3 separate regions of the Gossypium hirsutum genome follow, and regions 1 and 3 are each linked to region 2. The links are chromatin contacts, called in public Hi-C maps. All regions are on one chromosome and are shown on one strand. The core of a region is the stretch at or near the end of the contact, and the rest is flanking DNA. Distances in the headings are between cores, read along the strand shown. Region 1 has its middle 14 kb from the start of LOC107919874. Region 2 holds the start of LOC107893947 (transcription factor TCP15). Region 3 holds the start of LOC121212422.

The links. Hi-C and Micro-C count contacts between places; a contact is called where the count stands out from the background.
Region 1: a contact with region 2 is called in a Hi-C map of leaf, with 1.6 times the contacts expected there. The contact joins the enhancer-like site here to the promoter of LOC107893947 in region 2. A contact is called at or near these places in 2 of 34 Hi-C or Micro-C datasets (hypocotyl and leaf).
Region 3: a Hi-C map of leaf shows a contact between it and region 2, with 1.9 times the contacts expected there. The contact joins the promoter of LOC121212422 here to the promoter of LOC107893947 in region 2. A contact is called at or near these places in 5 of 34 Hi-C or Micro-C datasets (callus, hypocotyl and leaf).

What each region holds. Positions count from the first base shown.
Region 1 is chrA13:19,587,849-19,592,454 of Gossypium_hirsutum_v2.1, reverse strand. No RefSeq gene overlaps it. Among protein-coding and RNA genes, the nearest start is that of LOC107919874, 14 kb to the left of the region's middle. Within about 2 kb of position 1,469, at least 2 of the 9 cell types and tissues checked have an H3K27ac peak or open chromatin away from gene starts, as enhancers often do. A contact at or near this core is called in leaf, where this site is marked.
Region 2 is chrA13:19,809,619-19,814,127 of Gossypium_hirsutum_v2.1, reverse strand. LOC107893947 (transcription factor TCP15) reads left to right here and starts at 2,629. Exons shown (of 1, transcript XM_016819109.2): 1 at 2,629-4,211. The coding sequence starts at 2,987. The coding sequence ends at 4,039.
Region 3 is chrA13:19,647,749-19,652,412 of Gossypium_hirsutum_v2.1, reverse strand. It overlaps LOC121212422, which reads right to left and starts at 3,342. Exons shown (of 1, transcript XM_041085027.1): 1 at 2,169-3,342. The coding sequence starts at 2,962. The coding sequence ends at 2,387.

The DNA of each region.
Region 1 (4,606 bases), core at 220-2,719, 220 kb after region 2:
AATGTTTAAAAATCATAAATATAAATTAAAGAAATGTGATAGATTCTTAATCTGGACTCCCATAACCAATTATTTATTTTCTGAAATCATATATTAACAACTTTGATAATTAATTTGTGACATTTAAACTGAAAAAATATTTAATTGGTAGTTTAATATAATTATAATAGCGAAGAAAATTATTTTTTACAAAAACCTCTCCATTGTAGATATAATAATCAATCATTAGGTGAAGCCTTAAGTTACATGAATTTGTTATATTGTGAATGTTTAATGATGAAAATATGGTCCCAACATGGTAGTATAAGTACCATAACCCTTCAAACTCCTAATCAATATGTCTGTTAATAAACATTATATCTTTTAAACGTTTCTGTTATAATAATCATTATTTTTTTTTACTTAAAAGTAAATATTGTTAAATTTATATAATTGGTATACTATATTTCATCACTACTTCTCCTTCATTATGAATATATAATTTTAAAAATTATTACTACTATCTCCATGGATGTTGCATGTATTCATTTTTACCTCAGTCTATCTCGCTTCCTTTTAATTTAATTTTTACTATTTATTTTTAATATTTTTAAATTTTTTTAAGTCAAATAAATATTTAAAAAAATTCTTAAAAAATAAATATAAAATATAAGATTTTTTTTCTATATTATATTATTACATTTTTATCACTATATAAAATGTTCGAATTTTACCATCTTACTAAATACAAATATTAAATCAACGTTACACCTAAAAGGGACAAATTAATGAAAAGAAATATATGTTATAATATAAAATAAAACTTTTTTGAATATGAGCATAAATCTCAACTAAGTGTTTTTTTAAGGTAATTATTTTATTTATTGTTAGTGGAGTTAAAAAATTTTACAAGCGGATTTAGGAAAATGTCAAATGTTTTTTTTAATTATTTTATTATTATTATTTTAATACACTCTAAAAACACTTTGCATCAATCTAGACCCGTTTGTGGAGTGTTTTAACTCTTATCGGTAATGTATAAGATACTAATAATTTTTTAAGTAGTTTTAATGATGTTGAAAACACATATATACCTAGAAGTTTTGTGTGAGTATTTGGTATACTGGTAGTATATTTTTTATTTGAAAAATAGCCTTAAAAAATTAATATGTGTCTCTTTTTTAAAATACATATTTTTAATAATTTACTATACTCCTATAAAAAATTTATCAATATTTAACTGCACTTTGTAGAGTTTAAAAACTCTGCTAACGTTATACCGAATAATTTTCCAAAAGTTTTTGCTACATCCATAAAATTTTAAATTACTTGATAATATATAATAAAGTTTATACGTTGATAGTAAATTTCTTTTCCTTTTTAAAATTTCATTGGACGAGAAACTCATAGTAATAAGAGGGTAGGAGGGTGAGTGGGCCATTATTGCACTTGAATGGGCCCATTAACAGTGAAAATAGGTTGCAGGCTTTATAACAATGGGTGAACCCATGGGCCTATTCTTAAAGTGAGGGATTTTCATAGCATGAGGCTGACAGTTTCCGTCGACCTTGGTCTTTTTTCCCGTTCCACTTTTTTATATAATTAAGATTTGAGTAAACTACACCCAAGGGTAAATCACACTCCATGTCCCTTTGATTATTCTAATTTTTTTCTCAATTTAATCATTCTAATTAAGATAATTATTTGAACTAATTATTGTCATTAAAAAAATCTGTTAATTTACTAATGGATTGCTCACGTAACACATTAGCCAAATTAATAGTGACACATGGTACATTTTTATTTTTAATTAAAGCTTAGGGACCTATATGTAATTATGCCAAAAAATATATATCTATATATTTCTTTCCCTTCTCTCTCTGAAACTTGTCCTTCTTATCCATCTGGAAACTAGTTGGTGGTGAGGATCCTCGACAAAGCGCCAATACCTGCTCGTGAGGAAGGGAGTGCTGCCACTAAGAGGATGTCGACCTCGTCTTCGATGGCACATTTCATACAGGCCAAAATATCGGATCCCAATGCTTGTTGAGTGCTTCATTGATGGAAACTTTCTCCTCCAAAATTTTGAGTGGGATTTAAATAACTATATACTTCCAAAATTAAAAAAGACTAATTGTGAATACTCAAGTTTCAACAACCGGGAAAGATTCATCCATGTGCTAGATAGTTAATGATGATGATCCATCCATGTGTTGAAACATCTGTAATTATGTATACAAACTGAATCATAGAGAAAAGCGAGAAATCTCATTATTTGAGTTGCTCTCTGAGGGAAACCAGTGCAAAAGAACACCCAAATTCATCATATTAGGTATCAATTTGAACAATATGGGAGTTGCTACTTGCAGAATCATAATTGGTATCATTAATGCTGCAGGTAAGATGATAGAGAAGTACAATGTAAAGTTTCTAAGGTAGAAACAATTACCAAACTAAGAGCTATTGTTCAAAGAAGAAGAAGATACTTCTTTCCCTTCAGCATCAACGAATTTCAAGTTAATAATTGCAGTAAAACAATTGCAATTATAATGAAATTAATACATGCCCAAACAAATTAAAGATATTAGTTATCAGTAAGTGTCAGAAAATTCAAAGTTTTGCATTTGAAAAATGGAAGAAACAAAAGAATTGTCAATGGTATGGTATTTTAATTTGAGAGAAACCAGTGCAAGCGCCATCGACGTCCTTTCATTATCACTCAGCGGCGTCGCTTCCTTCCTCATGGGCGGGTATTGGCGCTTTGCGGAGGATCCTCGCTGGTGCCGCCATTGTCGCCACCAACTGGTTTCCCTGATGGTGGACAGGTTACAGAAGGAACAGAAAAAAATTGGAATAATTACATATAAGTCCTTAAACTTTAGGCAAAAGTTAAAAAAAGTGCCCATGTCATGGTTCGTTCAATTGGCTAGGGTGCCATGTCAGCAATCTATTAGTGAATTAATAAATTTTTTAACGACGGTGACTAGTTCGAACAATTATCTTAATTAGAGTGAGTAACTTAAAAAAAAATTAGTGTAACCAAAATAGGAAAAATATTATTTTAGAGTGACCTTGGGTGTAGTTTACCTTTAATATTTTAACAATTTAATTATTGAACTTATAAATATAATTGTAAAAAAAAATAGTTAAAACTTTTTTACATAAAACGAATCATTAGATTTTTCTTAATTTATATTAAACTTAACATGTATAATCTACATGAATATAAAGCATGAAATAAAATAGTTAGATTGCTAAAAAATTAATTATACAAAAGTTACAAAAGAGTGTAAAGCCACTTTAATTTCACATCAATGTAAGTGAATTTCTCCTCTACTTTATAATAATTAATTTTTTAAAAAATTGATTAAATAATTTTTTCATATATTTTTATTTTTTTCACCACACAAGTAGGGCTATAAATGAACCGAGTTTGAACGAACAAATCTCTGTTCATGTTTGTTTGTTTACTTTAAGCTTGTTCGTGTTCAGTTTATGTTCATTAAAAATTTCAATTTTTTGTTAATGTTCGTTTGTTTAATGGTCGCGAACGTGTTCATTTAACTTAATCGAACATATTCACGAACAATGTTAATAAATAATAAACAAACAAACAGACAATAAATACATACACATATATTGTTTAGATCTAAAATAGTCAAATATAAATATAAATATAAATAATTATATTATAAATGAAAAAAAATACAAATCAAGATAATTTTATTAATATATGCTAATGGAACAATAAACGAGTTTTAAGATAATTTTATCAATATATACTAATAGAATTTTAATAAGAAAATATCATTAATAAATAAGCGAGTCAATAAACAAGCTTATAAACGACCAATAAATGAGTTTGATTGTGAATATAAATGAACCAAACACACCTCTATTCGTGTTCGTTCGTTTATTAACTGAATATAAAAATTTTGTTTATACTAATTTATTTAGCTTAATAAACGAATATAAACTAACGTTATACGAACGATTTATCGATCGTTCTGTTCATTTACACCCCTACACACTTGAATGAGTTTCATGCACTATTTATGCATCAAAACAAGATATTTCAAATAGTGAGAAAAAAAACGTTAGGAAAATTGTTTAAAAATGATTAAAAGTTAGTATTATAGAAGAATATATTTTAAAGTGAAGCTTTTATTAAAAAAACAAAAAAGCTTAATTCATGGTTTGGTTCTTAAAGTATACTTATTTTCTCCTTATAGTATCTAAATTTTTTGTCCCAATTTAATACCTAAAGTATCAATCACTTCTCAATCTAAAAAAAAAATTATAAAAATAAAATTTACAAAAAAGTACGACAATTGAAAAGATTTAGTTGAAATTAATAATATTACTAAAAACTGTAAAAAATATAAAATTGTAAAGAATATTTAGAAAAAAGTTTAAATTTTTTTTTATAAAATTCTAAGAAGATATTTAAATTTCAATTTTTTTTGCAATTACTTGAAATTTAAATGCTTTTTAATTTCTATAACAATTTTCAATTTTTATATATTATTTTGAAATTTTAAAATTTAAAATTATAAATTTTAGAATTTTTTAAAGAAAATTTAATTTTTTTATATTTTAATCAATATAATATAATATTAAAAAATAA
Region 2 (4,509 bases), core at 1,380-3,879:
TATTTTCCACTCATATATTTATAAATTTTGTTTTGTTTACGAGAGAGGAATTTAGCTAAAATTTGATTTAAGAGAAACTAAAAAAAAATTAATAATTTTAAATCAAAAGTATAAATAGAAACTCTTTGTTTAAGCGGAAGAGGAACACCCACATAGGATTTCTTCTATTACCCAAATAAAAATAAAAAACACTTTTGTATTGAAATGAAGATGATGGCATGTTTTTGTACCATGCACCAACCATAAAATAGTACATCACTGCTGTGGTCCAAATCCCACTATTATTGGTCCAAGAGTTAATGCTAAAATTGCTTGCATCAAACTTACTTCAAATTTATTTTTAGACGTGAAAAATAGTAATAATATCAATAATTTTGATGAATGAAAAGATAAAACGATTTAATATAATATTTGTTTGGTGAGATATATTGCATATGATACCCTTTATTTATTTTTATAATCGGCTTCCCAAAAAATATTAATTTTTAATTATTTTTAAAAAGGTAATATTGAATAGAATTTATACAACTTCCCTTGTCCATACACTCTCAACTCTTATTATTACTTACATGGAGATAATGTTATAACATATAGGAACCCATGATTTGCCTAATAACGTTTGTAAAGTTTCAGATAAAGGTATTTCTTCTATGTGGTGTTCCTTTATAATAAACAGTACTTCATCAGGACAACTTCGACATTATTGGTTTCATATCGAGAATCATTGTGCTCTATGATTAGGATAAAATTAAAAATTTCGGAAGATAAAGCTAAAAATTTGAATTATTAATATCTAAGAAGGCTAAAAATTATTCATTTAACATAAAAGCTAAAACTAATTAAAATTTAAGAGGACTACAAAAAGAATTAAACCATATATCCAAAGAGGCAAATGCCACTGTCTGCGCACACACCATTGTTTTGTTACATGCATGTTAAGGTGTAGGGAACTTGAAATGACAATGTACTGGGTTTTTTTTTCTTCAAAATCACAAAGATTTAGTAAAACAAAAAAGAAATGAAAAAGTTAAAGCAAGAAAGGTGACATATTAAGGAAGGGTCATAATCAAGAGGAAGAAGGGTGATTAGTGGAGATTTAGAGGGAAAAAAATGATTAGAGAAGATGGGGAAAAGAAAATCGAATTATGAGATAGTTAGGTATGTTGGTTGTTGAAATAGATTTTGGAAGTCGCTATATTTTAGGCAATGTGCTTATTTTTGTTCCCTTTTAAGCTACACTTTGGCCTGTTAGGCACATGGGTTAGACGTGCTATGCTTTCTCTCTCATTCCTCTTTGCTGGTGGGTCTTTCTTATGTACTATATGTATACATATACACATATGGTATAATTCAAGTTGTTTTATTCATCAATAATAGCTTATAGTTGAATTATAAAAATAATAATCGTACAAAAATTTACATAAGTACGTAAAATTAGTTGAGTTTTACACTAGTATGAGTAGATATATTGACTGCTCGAAAAGAAGAAGAAGAGATTTTAGATATTAAGACTCGAACTCCTCTTCTACGCCAAATTAAAGTGTAATGATTAAATTTAAAGTTTGAACATACTAGAGGGACTAAAATGATAATTTATTGAATAAAAGTTTTAGGTTAATTTTTTTAGCCAGTTTTTTTTAGGTAGAGTGTGTTTGGACACCACAAAATAATTGGATAAAGCTATAGTTACTAAACTAGTAATTTCATCCTCTTATAATTACAAAGAATTCTAATTCTTTAGACGTGTTTAATTAACAATGTATAATTACATTATATTTATCTATGTTATCCGAATGATTTTCCATTACTTTAGTAACATCAAACTTTTTACTATTATGTCCCAACAAAATTTGGCATAAAAGAAAAGTTTATATTCTTTCACCTTATCCAACACCACATTCCTCATGCACAACGTTCAATTGGTCGGAAGATTTAGGACTATTGATCTTATGAAATGTACCCCTGCTCCTACAAAACTTCAAAATAGATAGAGATGAAAGCCTTTAATGGAAAAATGGAATAAAAGGCATATTTTGGGTATATAAGCTTTTTAAACAATACTTTCAAGGACCACATATATATATATATAATATTGCAGACTGTATGGCTCACATGTTCAAAGATGGAGACCTGAAAAGTGTTGGGTCTTGACTCAGAGATCTACTGAAAGATTTTTCATCAAGTATCCTTCACTCTCATCCCCAATAAACGGATTTTCCTCTTGGAAAGAAATTTTTTTTAAGGAAATGAGTTTTTAAGATTTCTCCAATTAAGAAAAATCAAACTTAATCGATGATTTGATATAAAACCATGTTCACATGCATCATAGATGTATTACAAGTAATGGAATTATTTAGAGGTAAACTTTTGTTTTAAAATTAAGATCAAAGGCAGAAGGCAATGATTACAAGAATGGAATGGGGACCACTTTATTATATCTAAATAATTTGTATATTTTTAACGAGTGATTGAGTTTTTCAGAGTAAAGGAACGAGGGCCCCACCACTGTCTTTATGGATTGAATGATAAAAGAGCACCGCACGTGGAGTTTGAATCAAGGGACTATCCAACCACAATTATATGATCTCTCTCTATATTTAGGGTTATCTCATTTTATTTTCACAATATAGAAAAGGAAAATTACAAAGAGGTCCTCAATTCAACGAATTATTTCCCATCCAAAAAAGTCTTTGCTTTTCTTTCTTAGCCCACCCTCATAATTCTCACTCATTGTATTTGTTGCTTAAAGCTTGCCCCCTTCCCCTTATCCCCTCTCTCTCTTTGGTCTGTGCAGAGATAAGAAAACCAACTCGGCAGCTTCAATCTTCCCCATCTAAAGGGAATTCCAAGCTACACAACACAACATCATATAGCTAAAAAGAAAGAGACCCACTAGGCCATCAAAGTCACCGAATTGAGGGTCACCTTCAGATCATGTACTAGGAGAGCCAAACCACCAAAAAGATATAATCCCACTCTCTCATACATGATCATGGATGAAAATGGGATCCGCAGGCCGAACTTCCCTCTTCAGCTCCTAGAAAAGAAGGAACAACCTCGTTCCGACCCTGCCGACGTCGACACCAGCTCCAAACCAACCTTGGAACCTCCCTCCAAGAAACCTCCACCTAAGAGGACTTCAACCAAGGACCGGCACACCAAAGTGGAAGGACGAGGCCGTCGCATCCGCATGCCGGCTACGTGTGCTGATAGGGTTTTCCAGCTAACAAGGGAGCTTGGTCACAAATCAGATGGTGAAACCATTGAGTGGTTGCTCCAACAAGCTGAGCCCGCGGTTATTGCTGCCACGGGGACAGGTACTATCCCTGCAAATTTCACGTCCCTTAATATTTCACTAAGAAGTTCAGGTTCTAGCATGTCGGCTTCACACTTGAGGAACACTTATTTCAATCCAAATTTTACCACACAACAATTGAGGACGAGGAGTGAATGGGATCAAAGGAATGTCCTTGACGATTCATCTCAACAACAACAACGAAGGGTTTTATTTCCTGGTGTTGCTTTAGCATCTGAAGATTCATTGACCTTTCCTGGTACTAGTAGCACTACTTTGAACGCTTTCTTGCAAGCTAAGCAAGAGATTCGGGACGCCAAGGCCGCGGATACTAGTATAGGGAAGAGGAGGAGGCCTGAGCAGCAAGAAACGCCACAAAATCAGGTGGGAAGTTACTTGATACAATCTAATACGGGTTCGATTCCGACGAGTCATAATCCGATCCCGGCAACATTTTGGATAGGCAACCAAGTCATCAGTGGGAGTGGCACTGGGGATCCCATGTGGACATTTCCTTCAACTAATAACACTAATATGTATAGGGGTACTATGTCTAGTGGGGTGCATTTTATGAATTTAGCCGCTCCAATGGCTCTCCTCCCGGCCCAACAATTTGGTTCCGGAATCGGTGCCGGCGGTGGCTCAGTTACCGACACTCATTTAAGCATGCTGGCGTCACTAAACGCTTATAGATCAGTTCCGGGTATTGGTGTTTCCGAGCCCCCGGCCGGTGGATCACATTAACACCACGGTGGAGAAAATAGGCATGATTCAACTAGCTAGTGTTAAACAAGTGTATGGCTTTCATCATGCTTTATTCTTCCTTTTTCACTTACATTTTCAGTAGTACATATATGTGCAATGCAATTGAGTGTGAGTAATTTAAATAGGGTTTGATATGAAAGATTTAATATTATATTTTGGGACTAATTAAGCATATCTGGGGGCGTGACTAAACAGTTTTAATCATATCAATGTTAATAATTGAAACATTTTCAACATTAAGACTAGATTTCATTAGCTTAGGTTTAACAAACTCATCATTCATTCATCATAATTCATTCTCTAATTCTGAATTCCATCTTTCTACTTTATAAGAAGTTGATAAGTTAATCCTTTTATTTTAATTTATTAGAATTTGATCCTTATCATTTATTAAACTGTGAAGTTAGCCTAGTCGTTAATACACACATGAATTTCACCCATTGATTTAT
Region 3 (4,664 bases), core at 2,093-4,592, 160 kb after region 2:
TTTGTTATTACGTAAAAATTGTGATGAAAAAGTTAAAAGTGATGTTAAAAATAAAAAATAAAAAAACTATTTAAATAAATAAAATTAATGATACATGAAATATAAAATTTAAATATATTTTAAATAATTAATATAATTATTTTTTTTTGGTATTCTCATGTATGATTAAAATATAAAAAATACATTATGTTATTAAAAGAGCAAAGAAGTCAGATAATAATATGATTTCAGTAAATAAAATTTTGAAATAGGTGACATTGATGTATAACAAAAATGCAAATAGATTATGCATGAATGATTGGGACAATTTTGATATGAATACTTTAACAACTATTTTTTAAGCCATTTTATGTTTTATTGTTATCAACCATACATGATGTTGTATATACATGTGAACCGAATATAATATATATTCAATTTATGCTTTGGATGCTTTTGGATAAACTATATATATATATAACAAAATAAATGTTTATTTAATTTAATTTGTATTGATATTATTATGAGTATAAGAGAACATGAATTCAAACATATTAACATGTGTTTATTCTCTTATTTATTTGTCGGGGAAAATTATAAAAAATTCTAAGTATTGTATTAAAAATTAATTTATATAAAAATATTTTTTAAATATTTAATATCTTTTAATTATAAATAAATAAACTTAAAATAAAAATATAACTAAACTTAGTTAAAAATAAATTTTAGAAAATAATATTACCGGATAAGATTAGAACATACAATTTTAAAATTCTCAAAAGACTTAATTATTTTTTAAATGAAAAAGTCTCTTTGACGAAAGTACTTGGCAAATTCTTAATTTAGTCCATATAGATTCATTTACCAACAAGTGTTAAATGTAAGGGTAATACACATTGCACTTTAATTGAAAGACTTAAATTAGAATATTGGAGACGATATTACTAGAAGGAACAACCATTAACCTTGAAAAGATTAGTAGACCGTAAAATAGATTCAAAGAATAATTTAGTTCTATAAACAAAACAAAATAAATTTCGTTTAATAGTAGATGAATTAATTTTATCTAAGTCCTATAATAAAGACTTAACCCTTGTTTGATCAACTATTGAAAAAAATAATTTACCTCAATATCTTTAGTAATTTTTTTAAACATGCTTGACAATCTACAATAAAAACTATTAGATGAAATTTTTCTGAAAAAATGATAATTAGATATGTCCCTTATCACTTATATAGAGAAAATGTTCAATTGTTATTTTATTTTTAAAATATTATATTATTATTTATCAAACAATCTAATTACTTAGTATTTAATTTTAAATAATATGTCAAATAAATTTTAAAAATTAAAATTCAACACTTATTTTTTAGCTTATTAATAAGAGTTATTTTTTTTTCTTTTTGTTGATAATATACTATAATAATATTTCGCTATAACAATCATGTGTGTAAAAGAATCAAATTTTTATATTTTATCTTAAACCCTCTATAATAGCTTTTCACTTATAACATCTATAATTATAAAGTAATTTCTTTATTAAATTAATTTTCTATAAAACATATGTGATTAAATTTCAGGTTAAGAAATCTAATAATTATATAGAAAATAATCTTCAATGAGTAAAATTAGATATATCACTTTAATAAACTATTAAATTCCCTAATTAAATATTCTACCATGAATCTGAAACATCATAAACTTATAAATTAATTATTTGAAGTTAATAACCCATTATAAATTAATTAAATTAATTTAATAACTAATTAATTAATTAAACTTATTAGATTTATGAATAATATCATTAATTATGTGAAATAATATAATATAAAATATGAAAAAAAATACATGCACATATTTTGATTTCCACTTTCTTTATTTTTTTGAATAAAATTTTAAATTTTCTCACAATAAGATTTTATGATAATCTCGTGTTTTCACCTGCATGTTAATATGTGTACAAAATATTATCATTTGATAGTCGCATTAAATCCAAAATAAATTTGGAATCGAACCGAATAAACTACGGATTATTAGGGTAAGCACAGTTTGCCTTTATATTTTATCCCTTAAAAGAAATTTTCTTTTTTTACCAAAATAAAATAATTAATTTTCAACCCTTCAACTTAAAAACGTATAGAGCAAGAATGGAAAGGGATAAAATAATTAGGAAATATGGGACAAAATATAAAGCATATTCCTCCTTTTAACAATTTAATTTTAATATTGAACAAAGAAACAAAGGGAAAGTCCTGATATTTTCAAAGAAGTTGGAGGGTTCCAAAATGAATTAATCCCCAAAAAAATAATCGCCTTCATTTTTCATATTCCCCACCTCACTCCCTGTTTTTCCCCTTCTTTACCCCTACCATTTCTTTCTGCTTCGTAGTTTCTCCGGCCATGAAGCTACATGAAGAGTTCAGACTGTAACAAAGTATAGTAATTAGCAGCCTCATCTTCAAGTTCCCATAACCCATCACACAATGCAAACCCATTTCCGCCATTGTTGAAACCTTCTTCCAACTCAAAAACTTCAAAGCCAACATCACTACCACCACCGCTACCATCTCCATCGCCATCTTCTCTATTTGGAATCCCCAGCTCATCATCAGAGGCTTCAAGCAAATGTCTTATGACTTGCACTTTATCATCATCATCATCATCTTCTTTCAAGGAACAAGTTGCTGATGTGCAGTCTTCTAAGCTGAGGACGGTGGTGGCGGTTTCCTTGTCTGGGTTCGAGGGCGATGGTGTTGCTGGTTCACAAAGAGGGAAAGGGGCATCCAAAACGGAGTCCGAGGAGAGCTGTTGCTGTAAAGTGGTGATTAGGGGGGACAAGTCTTGGCTGGGCTCATCCTCTTCGACTTCAAGCAAAGAGAGTATGTGATTGTAAGACTTATGGCGTTTTGTTTCTTCAACATGTTCTTCGTTTGAGCTCTGGGTTTCTTCTCTTTGGCGCTTTGGTGTCGGCTCCTCGGCCATTGCAACACACTAAACCAAAAAAATAAAAATAATAATAAATAAACACTGAAAGTTGAGGAAACAACGAAGGGAATCGTGAGGTTAAGAAACAGAAGAGGATGAGGAGAGAAATGAAGGGTGGAAAGGGTTATATAGAGAAGGAAAGGAAAGTGGAGTTGCGGTCAAAATGAAAGCAAAGAATATTTTTTTAATACACAAAAACCAAATGGTCAAAATTTTAGTTTTTGGTCCTTCCACTATGCTTAAATTTAATATTTAGTTTTCGTATTTTAGTTTGGCATAGTTTGATGTTAGGAGCAAAAGTCAGGAATTCTGTATAAAAAGCCTGGAATAAAATTATAAAAATTTAAATTTATTTTTTGAATTTATAAATTTTGTAAAACAGCAAAAAAAAAACATATTTAATTCACCCTTGTTTGATCTTTTACCTTTTAAATCAGGTTACTTAATCCAAAATAATTAATATGTTAACTAATTTGATTAAAATAGGATTGAATATTTTCTTAAAATATCCTTTGTAATACCAAAGACTTATCTGTCAAATCTTAGCATTAAATCTTGGGGACGGGTAAAAATTTTCAATTTTTAAAGATTTTATAACAACTTCAAAAGTCCTAAAATTTAAAAATTTTGAGAGGACCACTCCTATTGTTGTCCCACCCGTACACGTCAACATGATGAGTACAAGTAAAAGAAATTGAAATGCTTAAATGTTAGGTATTTGAATTAATTAATTAATACTATTATAAAAATAACAATAGAGGGATCAAAATCGGAAATTGACGCAAAACAAAATAATAGTATAAAGTGGTGCTAATACAAGACAGAGATGAATGATTACTATTGGGTGAAATGAGTTGACCCCCCTTGATTTTGAACCGTTAGATTAATGATTCGTGGTTCCCAAGGGAAAGAATACTGGAAAAGCTCAAACATAAAACAGAAAAGGAGCTGTGGATTTTTGTACACTACATTGACGTGACATATACGAAGAATAAATATTATATATAATTCACATATAAAAAATTAATATTCTTGAAATTCTAAAATTAAGAAATAATACATTCATTTTTAGGTTAATATTATTCCAGAAATATATGCTTATTCAATTACAAGACTTGCTTGAACACAAAAGTGCAAAAGTTCATGCTAAATAATTACTTGTATGATTGAGTTTTAGTAGTGAAATTTTTTTCTAGGCAACAAGTGTAGGTTAAGTTTTTAAGTTAAAAAGGATGGTAAAACTCAAGCCATTCAATAAGTTATGAACTGATTCACTTGGTGTTTTTTTTTTAAGTGGGGTGTATTTCTCTACTTTATATATAAATTTTATTATCCTACTTTTGTATCTATAACTATTAAAAAGGTAAAAAATAAAAATATGTATTTTATGTTTAAATATTTTTTAAAGAATTATATTTAAATATTTATTTGTCTTTAAAAGAATGAAAGCTTGCAAAAACTAAATTAAAATGGGGTAAGAATAAACACATCCAACATTTATAGAGGTGATAGTAATTTTTAAAAATTACAGTAATGAATTTGAGAATAATATTTAAAATTGTATTATTATGTGTTTCCCTATAAAAATAAGTGGTTTTACTACCAATTTCCGAAATTTCTTGTGTGAAATGTGAACATGAATTTTACAAACATGTTAAATCTCATATAAATTAATTATGTGGTTTTTGTTATGATGTAG